Linked DNA regions of Gossypium hirsutum: region 1 is linked to region 2. Evidence: chromatin contacts called from public Hi-C data. All regions are on one chromosome and are shown on one strand. Each heading gives the region's core, a stretch centred on a gene start, on an enhancer-like site or on the middle of the called end of the contact. The rest is flanking DNA. Distances are from core to core; before and after follow the strand shown. Region 1 holds the start of LOC107918305 (LAG1 longevity assurance homolog 3). Region 2 holds the start of LOC107920203 (F-box/FBD/LRR-repeat protein At1g13570).

Evidence for each region. Hi-C and Micro-C count contacts between places; a contact is called where the count stands out from the background.
Region 1: a Hi-C map of leaf shows a contact between it and region 2, with 2.8 times the contacts expected there. The contact joins the promoter of LOC107918305 here to the promoter of LOC107920203 in region 2. A contact is called at or near these places in 3 of 34 Hi-C or Micro-C datasets (leaf and seedling).

The regions. Positions count from the first base shown.
Region 1 is chrD13:21,009,755-21,015,592 of Gossypium_hirsutum_v2.1, reverse strand. It overlaps LOC107918305 (LAG1 longevity assurance homolog 3), which reads left to right and starts at 1,367. Exons shown (of 7, transcript XM_016847832.2): 1 at 1,367-1,675; 2 at 3,486-3,715; 3 at 3,853-4,008; 4 at 4,129-4,314; 5 at 4,899-5,083; 6 at 5,585-5,652. The coding sequence starts at 1,538. The coding sequence ends at 5,610.
Region 2 is chrD13:20,695,355-20,701,832 of Gossypium_hirsutum_v2.1, reverse strand. LOC107920203 (F-box/FBD/LRR-repeat protein At1g13570) reads left to right here and starts at 4,277. Exons shown (of 4, transcript XM_016849772.2): 1 at 4,277-4,514; 2 at 4,835-5,647; 3 at 5,733-5,891; 4 at 6,021-6,478. The coding sequence starts at 4,835. The coding sequence ends at 6,314.

The DNA.
Region 1 (5,838 bases), core at 118-2,617, 320 kb before region 2:
TTTATGGTCTATTGAATTGGTTATTTTATACATGTTTTGGTAAGGTTTTGAGGTTGTGCACAAAATGTCTTTAGGTACATGTTTGGGTTGGTGATGAAAATGGCTTGATTTTGGCCAATTTCATGTCCACACGGCCTAAGACACGGACGTGTAACTCAACTGTGTGTGACACATGATCATGCGACACGACCGTGTGTCTCCTATAGGTTTTAAGGCATACAAGTCAGGCAATTACACGGCCTAGAACATGACCTGGCACACGGGCGTGTGGCTTGATTGTGTGACCTATCTTTGAAAGTTACACGGGTTGGGACACAACCGTGTATCCGTATTTTGATTGTTACACGGCATGACACGCGGGCGTGTGTCTCAGCAGTATGAGTCACAAGGCCGCGTGACCCCTGCAGTTCAAATTTTCTAACTTTTTCATGAACTTTCCTATTGATTTCAATTTAGTTTCGAATTATTTCTAAATTGTTTTTAGGGCCTCGAAGGCTCGATTAAGGGACAATATGCATGTAGCTGAATGAATTATGCCATGCTTATGTTGAGGTACTAAATGTATGCTTTTAAGTTACGATTTTACGGTAATGCTCTGTAACCTTATTTCGATGACGGATACGGGTTATGGGTGTTACAATATTATATTGTAGGTATAAAAATTTAAATTTGATTTTATGTAATTTCATTCCCTTCTCCTAATTTTTAATAAAAAAGTGGGAATAGAGTAACATAGTTTAAAATCGTGTCAAAACACAAATATGTATAACATCTAATGTTGTTAATTAATTTCCATAGTTACCCATTAATTGAACTTAAATCACGATTGAGTGCAAAACAAGGGAACCAAAAACCGGGGTTTACTAGGCTTATCGGCAATTTCAACGTAAGGGCAATATGGTGAACCAAAGTATGAGTGGCAATTTAGAGAATCTAACAAACGCAGGGGCCATTTATATGTAAAGTAATAAATTTATTCTTTTCGGTTCATTAATTTTCCCCCTCAGCTTTTGGCTTTTACGAAAGCATACTTTTCTTTAGTTTCATTAAAAAAATAATAATAACGGTTAAAATATTCTTCCAGTCCCTGTAATTTGATAATATTTTAAATTTATCTTTATATTAAAAAATTAATTTTAAAAAGTCTTAGCATAACCATTAAAATCATAAGTCAAAATTTGTGCACATGAGATGTTTATTAGGTTACCTTTTGTCATATGGTGTGTTATGCGGTAGACAAAAAAAAATGTTAAATTAAACATTTTGATAAAAAATACTATTAGTTAATGAGTACAATATTATTTTTAAATTAAAAAAATATGACGTATAATTTTTAACTTTTTAAATATAATTTTACTAACTTATAGGGACTGATATTATATTTTGACCAAATAAAAGCAAATTAAAAAGATAGAAACAGAGAAGCCGAGTACATTGTGACTCTGTGTGCATGTGATTCACAGTTCACAACCCTTTGTCTTGTTCTTTTTTCTGATTGTTTCCTGAGAAAATTTAGGAACAAAGATCGCGAAGGAAAATGGGTTTGATTCAGTTCATCAAATCAATCGATTGGGAACAAGAAGCTTACCCTGCTTATGAAGATTTCGTCGTACTTCCTATCTTTGCTCTGTTTTTCCCTTCTGTTCGTTTCTTTCTCGATAGATTCGTCTTTGAGGTACTTGGTTTTCATCTCTTTTATCCATCTTTATGATGTTTTGATTGGTTTTTTTATTACTTTAAAAAAAGAAGATAAAAGTTTCTTAAATTTTGTTTCTTTTTGGTGTGTTTGATGTTTTTTCTTCTATATTTGCTGAATTGTTTTGATGGGTTGCTTTTGTTGTTCTAGGATGACCACTATAAGATTCATGCCACTTGTTGATGCTTTTTTTTTTGTTTGCAGCATGTGAATGGTATTAACATGTACTTTTATGCTGTACAAGAAGATTGATAGAGTCTTGGTGTAAATAATTCAGTTTGACTTTTGGAATTAGATCCTAGTTTAACCGTCTTTATCTATTTTTGGTTATTGGTATTTAAAATGAATAAAGTACAGAGTAGAAATGTACTTAAAAAAAGGAATTTGAGGGTTATTGCCTAGGTAAATACTAAATACATTGGTATTGGATGGCTGTATGCTGTCTTTATTTAAGTTTCTCTTTGGGCTACACAATGGGGGATAGCTTTCCCTCTTTTCCCAAAACTCCACTGAAGACTACGACAGATCCCATTTGTGTTCGGATCCATGACTTTCAGATTCTTGCCCTGTGTCGAACCTGTTGGTCTTAATTAGTAGTACCATTGCGTTGTCTTACAAGCTAAAATTATGTTCTTGACAACTACTTATTTATTTCACTGACATTAGCTTGAGATATGGAAGTTTGGACTTACTAAGTGATGGTTGTAGTGTAGTTATGCTGTTCTTTTTTATTGTTGTCAAAATTGTAGTTTTACTCCCTAAGACTTTCTTTCTGTTAACGATTCGAATCTTCTAAGGCACAAAGTTTTCTTTCTTTTTCTACATGTTTAGCTGGGCTAACTAGAGAATTCTTATTTGGTGGCTTGTCAATAGGAGCTACTACTGGCCTTTATTTCTACATAACACTGCTGGTCATGTTAGTCTAATGGATTTAGTCTTTCTGGTGTAGCTTGACTAATATAGAAATGAGTTTGGCTAACTAGATGGTTTTGCTTCTTTATCAGCTATATCTTAGCTTGATTCTTGCTCTGCTTAGTTTACTAAGATGTGTGATGGGTTTATTAATTCCAGAAGACAGAAGAACTATAAATAAGTGGAAATGAGAATTTTTTGTCATAAGGCTCTTGACACTTGGAGATGAAACTGTTTGACTGCCATTCCCTATGTTGACTAAAATTTAGTTCTTTCTTTGTTTTCTTGTGACTGGCTTTCTGGAGGGCTTAAAGTAATAAATGTCATGCAATTGTTTAGACATACCACTTCTTATTGGTGAAGCTTCAGCTGAGGATTTTTTTACCATTTTCAGCTGAGTAGTTATGAATTGGTTACAAACAACTGTGGATTTTGTTAACTCCTCTACTAAAAGAAAAACTTAATTTCTTTACTCATGAACACATGTTTAAAATTAATAGGCAACTTCATCATGTTGGCTTGTGCAGTGAATTTGCTTTAAGATTATTTTCTATGCATGCAAGTGTTATCGGTGTTGATATACAGTATTTTTGCTAAGTTTTGAAACCTTCACCTTTATAGGGAGATGGTTTGTTACAATTTACTTGCTAAATGACTTGAAATTAATTAAAGTAAGGCGGTCTTTATGTGCAGATAAAATATCTTAGTTGATAAGAATAAGCATAGTTGAAGTCTTGAATCATGGGGGAAAACAAGTCTATGTTTGGCATGTTGGTTTCATGTAATATAGTTGCTATCTGGTTTTAGCTAAGTGTGGCCACTCCTCTCTCCCTCCTTTTTTGTGTCACCATTTTGAAAATGTCTTACATGGTTTCAGAAAGTTGGAAGGCGGTTGATTTTCGGAAAGGGACACCAAATGATGGAAAGTGATACGGATGAGAGAAGGAAGAAGATCAGAAAATTTAAGGAGTCAGCTTGGAAATGCGTTTATTATCTTTCAGCAGAAATTCTTGCTCTCTCTGTGACTTACGATGAGCCCTGGTTTAGAAATACAAGAAACTTTTGGGTAGGGCCTGGAGACCAGGTCTGGCCTGATCAAAAAATTAAGTAAGCTTCATTGACAGTAGATAATATAACTTTTCATTTTGCTTTGATTGGCATTGGCTTGGAACATATCCTTGCACATTTATGTAGGCTACAACTTCATCAACTCGATAGACTAATTATTATGTTTTTTTTTCCAGATTGAAATTAAGGGGGCTTTATATGTATGTTGCTGGATTTTATGCATACTCTATATTTGCTTTGGTTTTCTGGGAAACAAGGCGTTCTGACTTTGGAGTTTCAATGGGTCATCATGTTGCAACTGTCATCCTCATTGTGCTATCTTACATATTTAGGTAGGCTGTGACAGGTTCTTACTGGAATATGAGATATTAAGGCTTGTAGGTTTTTTTTTTTTTTTTTTTTTTTAAATTTTATTGATAGCAGTTTCTTTTTTTACACTCAATTTCTTGCAGATTTGCCCGTGTTGGCTCTGTTGTTTTGGCAATTCATGATGCTAGCGATGTATTTTTGGAGATAGGGAAGATGAGCAAATATAGTGGTGCTGAAATACTTGCTAGCTTCGCATTTGTAATCTTTGTTATATCTTGGATCATACTGCGCCTCATTTACTACCCTTTCTGGGTACTTTGGAGTACAAGGTTTGTATAAGTTCATGCCATACACCCAACTTTTATTAGGTTTCTTCTTAAGAACTTGAGAAACTCACGCGAACCTGTTTGCATAACACTGAAATCAAGGGAGGAAGAAAGTAACTATAGAAAAAGTTATGCTTTGATCCCCATTGTAAGGCCTACACGTCAGATAAGATTTTTATTTGAGTTCTCTAGATTTTAATCTGAACATAGGAACTTAGTTAATACTCTGAATCTTGTTGAAAGAAGACCTATCATGAGATTTAGATCCACATTTCTCACATGGAAAGTTTAACCCTCTTCCCCCTGACATCCGGTTAGTAATGGATCCCTTTTGTTGTCTGCTAGCTTCTGTATACGTAAAAGATTTATTCCTCTGGTTTATTATAGTCATTTTGGGAGTGGTTAGTTCTGGGGTTTTTTGGACATTTTCTTTCTACAATATGTAGGGAACTGCTTCTCTCTTGAAGAGAAAGTAAATGCTAAGTTTGCCTCCTGGTTTCAATACAATCCAGACGATAAAAATTTCACTTAGATTGTGATTCTCATTTTGTTCTTTTTATTTATCTCATATCTCTCTTCTAATGCAGTTATGAAGTCCTTCTGACATTGGACAAGGAAAAGCATCCTGTGGATGGGCCAATTTGCTATTATCTGTTCAACACACTTCTATTTTGCCTGTTAGTTCTTCATATTTATTGGTGGGTACTTATGTATCGAATGCTTGTCAAACAAATCCAAGCAAGAGGCAAACTTAGTGAAGATGTTAGATCTGGTAAGGACAGCAATTTTATTTTTATTTTTTTGTTGTGTGGAAATGACTACTTGTTAGGCCACAGATAAACCCTATAAAGTGATTGATCAATCAGACTAAGAATTTATGACATGCATTCAATATATATACGACTGGCTTACGTCCCATTGACAAATATAACAGGTGGTGCGAGGAATAACCTCTTATCAGAAATTTAATAACTGGTTGGACGGAATCCCTTGCAACTCACTTTAGTCTAAGATACTGCAGAATTTTTTGCTCATATGTGAATGACTTTATAAACGAAGGAATGCTGTAAAAATGAGTTTCACGCCTTTGTGCATGCTTATTGTCATTTTACAGAATGTGCTTTTAACTGGCTTCTTGGAATGCTGTAAAAATGAGTTTCACGCCTTTGTGCATGCTTATTGTCATTTTACAGAATGTGCTTTTAACTGGCTTCTTTCAACTTGTCTGTTTTTATCTTTAATATCCATTTTGACATTTTATTATCTTATGCAGATTCTGAAGATGAACATGAGGATTGATCTGGAAAGAAGAAATACTGTATTAAGGGGACACGTGAAGGGGTAATCCTTCATGTCAAATCCTCGTATAATTGTCATTAGTCATGTGATATATTGACAGAGTTCTGAGCTCTTAGTTCTAGTGACCAGGATTCTATTTGTGGCAACCTGACTATCCAAAAAGAAAGCCTCCTAATGGTTACACACACACACATATATAACTCACCCATTTGATTTACTAAAATGAGT
Region 2 (6,478 bases), core at 3,028-5,527:
ACACTTTAGCCCCTTATCATATTATCACTTATTAATAATAAATTTTTCAATTTTCTACCTTACTTCAAATTACTAACTGGTCGGAAAAATTTTATGGAATTTTCCACGCACATTCTAGAATAACATTACATTAAAGACATTGGAATTTTTAGGGTGTTACAGAAAGTAATTGTCAAATATCATCAAAGTAAGTTTATTAGTGCATACATATTAGAGAGGCCTTACTTAAAGGATTCCTTTAAAGTTGAAACATTTGCTTGTGTAACACCCCTTAACCCGAATCCGTCGCCAGATTAGAGTTACGAGGCATTACCGATCAAAATCAAACTCAGAAATTTTTTTTAGACTAATCAACTCAAGTTAAACAGCATATAAAATACTTATATATATTTTATACATTTACAAGGCACCACTTAGCATATAAATTACAACCTAAAACATACAACTTCATAAATTTTATTACATCTAAAATCATATATCATACCAATCAAAATGAATCAAGTACAAAGCCGTATAAGTATAATTAAAAACATCATATTATTCAAATTGTTAACAAAAGCATAAAGATTATATATAAAATTTTCTTTTTATAGCCAATACATTAAACCAAATCCATATGTATCATATTGTATTATCTATCACAAGTTCCTACCATATCCGAATACACATGACCTACAATACCAATTTAAATTCAACCATGCATCATTAATCAAATTTCATATACTAACCATATTTCAAAAAATCCAACTATATCTTTATCATTTACCTAATCAAATCTTAATTTCATAACTCAAGCATATACCCAAACATTTATTTCATTTCAATTTACTAACTATACTACATATTACAACATAGGTAATCTACCCTATTTGGATGGCTTTTATACATCAATTTGAACAGCATTTATATACCAAATTAGACAGCATTTTCACGCTAAAATTTGGACAGCATAAATACATCAATTTGGGCAGCATATATACAACAGTTTGAGCAACATTTTTACACCAAAATTGGACAGCATATATGCAACAAACTGGGCAGCATTTAAGCATCAAAATTGGATAGCATATATGTAACAAATTGGACAGCATATATGTAACAAATTGGGCAGCATTTAATCATCAAAATTGGACAGCATATATGTAACAAATTGGTTCAACTCATAACCAAATCAATCCATCATCCAATGCATAACTATTATACATATACTAATCACTTAATCAAATTTAACATGTCCAAACTATATATATATCACATTTATTATCATATCACAAACTTATACCATAATGGTTCCATGACCATTAAAACCATATGCATAAACACCAAACTCGATCAAAATAAGATGAGCCATTTTCGCATGACCATTTATATACATATTCCAAAACTAACCAAAAACATAAGCAAGCCTATACATGCCATAATAACGAGTTCAAAAATTTATCAAAGTACCCAAAAGTTATCGATAGTGTGATAGACTATGCTGACAATCCTCGAGCTCGTAACGCGACTCCAAAATCTATAAACCAGACACAAGCAAATACACACACAAAGTAAGCTTCTTGAGCTTAGTAAGTCATAAGCAAGATCTTACGTATAAATATTTTCTCAAAAACATTAAGTAAATATAATCGAATATCAATTACGTAGCATCATTTATCATCTAAACAATGATCACCATATTTTTTTTATATATAAATCTTGCACAAGTCGAATACCTATACTCAAAACATAAATATTTTATATCATATATCAACAACCCAAAACATTCCAATATACAAATGGTTAGCTTGTAATACATAATCAAATTGATAACTTTTACCAATTCAATTAACTAACTCATTTTATTCCCTTGTAATTAAATGGCTAATTCATACCTGAAACTTTTATACATTTCCATGAACAGACTTTATTTCATATTGTCTGTTGAACCATTCAGAATTAAAAAGGATACGCGGATAGTCAGAAATTCTTACAATGCCAACATCCCAGACATGGTCTTACATGTAATCACGTATCGATGCCACTGTCCCAGACAGGGTCTTACACATAAACACAAGTCGATGCCAACGTCCCAGACGTGGTCTTACACGATAACACATCTCGGAAATCCTATGTCATGACATATGTATCCTAACTATTCCTAAGATTCATACGGGGCTTACGGACGTTAGATTTCGTTGGAATCAAACTCTAAAAGTAGCCACATCATAATACCATATTCGGCCATAGCCCAAATTATTCCCAAAAATTCAATTCGGTAAATAACAATTACAATTTTATAATTATATCAACATGTAAACTCTTACAGACTTACCTCGGATGTTGTCGACTGCTAAATCGGCTACTCAACCACTTTTGTCTTTCCCCGATCCAAATCTGATTTCTTTAATTCTTGATCTAATTAGCCAATGCATATGCCGAACCTAGAACCCTTTTTCTCTTTTCTTTTTCTTTGTATTTTCGGCAAGAACAAAGATGATAATGGCCATTTACATGCTTTTGTTTTATTTAGTTATCATTATACTAACTTATTATTATTTTACTAATTTAACCATTACTAATATATATATAACATATAATATAAGGTCATTCTTGACCATTACCACCACTAACTTATATAGTGGACTACTTGTATCATAGAACCTCCAACATACAAAGACAACAACAATTAGGCTCTTTCATAATTAACCACTAATTTTTTTATTTTACACGATTAAGCCCTATTCTTAAATTAAGCACTCAAACAATAAAATTAATTCACGAAACTTTCACACATAATAAACACAGAAAAAAAATATTAAAATATTTTTTCAGACCCGGATGTGTGGTCCCGAAACCACTGTTTCGATTTGGGTCAAAATCGGGCTGTTACAGCTTGTGTCTCGACACTCCACTTTGTATGAGATCTTGACCTTCACAATATCGTGGTAGAAGGAGATGCCCTATCCATCATAAAGAAATTTTCTAGCTCTTGCTTGGACAAGTCTTGCATCAATCACTATGTTTCTAAAGGTCAAGCTTTGGCATCTAGCTTTTGTCGTTATGAGTTTGTCCATATACCTCAATTAGGAAATATGGTGGCACACACCATTGCTTAGTTTGGATAGTGATGCTCTAATGATACTTATTGGGTTGAAGATGTTCCAAATTTTGCCTATCTTTAACTAGAACAAGACATCAAGGCTTAAGAGGATGTTCTAACAATCTTTCTTTTCTCACTTTGGTTTTGGGGAGAAAAATCTAGAATGATTTTTAGAGGGAATTTATTTATTCATTTGGCTCCCTCAGCTTCTTAATATTCTTTGTAGTTGCAACAATGTTTTAATGCATTTTACCTTACATTATAATTGAGGTTGTTTTAATCTCGGTTTGATCTCGTTCATGTTTTAATTGTAATGGTAAACTTATAATTCTTGCATGGGTTAATGGAAATGCACATTTTTCCACAAAAATAATAAATTAATCATGGATGAAGTTAGAAATTTTTTCTAAAAGGGTGGAATTGAGTTATATATTTTTATAATAGTTAAAATGTAATTTCACCATTTGTTAACTTATATCTTTATAATTTTTTTAAGGAGATAAATTAATATTCTATTATTTTTAGAAAACTAAAGTATAATTTTACCATTTAACTTAGAATTTATAATTTTATATGTTATAATTTTTAAGAGGTTAACATGATTTTCCATTTTAAAAAAACTTGAGCATTTACCAATTTCTAACCCTTATCAACCCTAGCACTACCATTCAAACTAATAATTTATATTGAGAAATAAATATTTAAGTTACAAGATATAATTTAATACTTTAGCCCCCTCTACAACTTTTACTTGCACCAAAACTTTACATAATGTTTTATATTGTTTTACAAAGCTAAATCAAATATATAAATATGGTAAAATTAAGAAATTTTAATGAAAGTGTATTAAACAAGATTTATAAAATTAAAAGATGTGTAAATTATTTTAAAATTAAAAGTATAAAAATAATTATAAACCCCTAAAAAGTTATAAAAATAAAAGAGTAAATATAAGGACATCATTAATAAAATTTATTTAAATCTAATCCAACTTTATTTCAAAAATTTAAATAACAAAAATCAATTCATATAAACTCGATACTAAATTCAAAATCCAAACTCAAAACATTTAAATCAAATAAAAAATATAGACTTGAAAACATTTAAATCAAATAAAAAACCCAAAGAAATTAAAATCCAAACTCAAATAATCCAATTCTAAACCGAAATCTGCCGAATGCACCCACTTGCCATCTCTAGTTTTAGGTTTAGCCAGATGTGACGTTCCAGAGCTAGACATCAAACAAAAGTCTTGATGGGCCACCAGACTCCCAACCCAATAACCCAACTCGCAAATGAATAAAGTTTCAACCTTCATCAATCTACACTTCCCCCTTCTTTTTTTTGGCTGCAGTGTGATCTGATGACACAGATAAAGAAGAAAAAGAAGAAGCCATAAGAAGTTGTCTCTGGGTTTTCGATTTCATCCTAGGTTAGTCTTCTTCTAACTTCTTTTTCTTTATTCTTATGTTTTCTCCATTTTGCCACCCAATTGTTTCAATTTGGTTTGATCCCATCTCTTATGATCTGTTTCTTCTTCACTGATGAAATTAATGAGAAAACCCCATTTTTTCTAATCCCAAATTACCCTAAAATCTTTCATGAAAACTTACAGATTATGCTGCTATCGATGTTTTCGTGTTCTTTTTTTTTCTGTGGGTTAAAATGAACAAAGACAGTGAAGATTTTTCTAAAATTATCAGTTAGCTACATTTCCAGCAATTGATTGATACATATACTTAAATTATGCAGATGGATGATGTTATGAGTCGGGATTTAATAAGTGACTTGCCTCAAAGCATTATAGAAAGTATCCTCACACGTTTACCAATACGGGATGCTGTGAGGACTAGCATTTTATCAAGTAAATGGAGGTATAAATGGGCAACACTTACTCAACTTGTATTTGATGAAAAGTGTGTGATTTTATCGAATGATCGATGTAAAGTTGAGGATGGTCTTGTAAATTTCATCACTCGGACTCTTTTTCTTCACCAAGGCCCGATTCATAAGTTCCAGCTAACGACTACGCACTTGCAGTGCTGCCCCGACATTGATCAATGGTTACTTTTCCTTTCAAGGAATGACATCAAAGAGTTGGTCCTTGAATTGGGTGAAGGAGAGTGGTTTAGGGTTCCTTCTTGTCTTTTCAACTGCAAAAAGTTGACCCGTTTGGATCTTTTCCGCTGTGAATTCGATCCGCCCCCTACTTTTAAAGGATTCTTGTGCTTGAAGAGTCTTAATCTCCACCAGGTTTTGGTTTCTCCTGAGGCAATTGAAAGTCTTATATCTGGTTGCCCTCTTCTTGAGAGCTTAGCATTGTCCTACTTCGATAGTCTAGCGCTTACTATCCGCGCTCCAAATCTCAAGTTTTTGTGTCTGGAAGGTGAATTCAAAGACATTTGTCTGGAAAATACTCCGCTTTTAGTTGCAATGTCGGTTGCTATGTACATGACTGATGACATAGCTGAACACTTTGAGCAAAGCTCAACCTGCAACTTTAACAGGTTTCTTGGTGGTGTGCCTCGTCTCGAGAGGCTTATTGGGCATATATACTTCACGAAGGTAAAATTATGTAACATTTCTATTTTGGGTGATTAAGTTTATATTTGTTCCAAGGTACTGTCAGTTAAATTCTCTGTCTTTTAAGTTTTTGAGCATAGGTGATGACCTTGGAAGACTTCCTATTACATACGCCCATCTAAAGGTAGTTGAATTGAATCAAGTAAGTTTTGAAGATATGAAGGAGATACTCGTTGTTCTTCGCTTGATTACTAACTCTCCTAATTTAAGGGAACTTCAAATTTCGGTGAGTGTTATAGTCTTATATTTCCGTTGGGGTTGACATTGTTGTATGTTTTCATTCGGTGTACTGTCCTACGGGGTGAGTTGTTCAATATATAAAATGAATATGTACTCTCTACCTTGTTTCGTTTAGGGTTCCTCAAACACATTAGCTGCCATAGATGCACCTGATTTGGATTTCTGGGAGGATGAATGCCCGTCCAATTGCACATTCAAACAGCTCAGAGTTGTGAGGATGACAGATATGTCCGGTGTGCCTCATGAGATGGAGTTCATCAAATTTCTTCTTGCAAATTCGCCTGCACTCGAGACAATGAGTATCTCACCTTGTGTATATGTCATGGACGGAAGACTGAATATGTTAATCGAGCTGTTGAGGTTTAGACGTGCCTCTGCTCAAGCAGAAATTTTATTCATTCAAGATTAGTCATTATTTGTCTGTTAATAGAGCACAATTAAGTTCTTTGCCCTCTCATTTGCTAATTTGTTGCCTTTCTTTTGAAATATCAAAGAACAGTTGGGCACCAATTGCATATTTCATCTGTAACATATTCTTTTGAAATGGGAATAATAACAATTCTGAGCAAATTG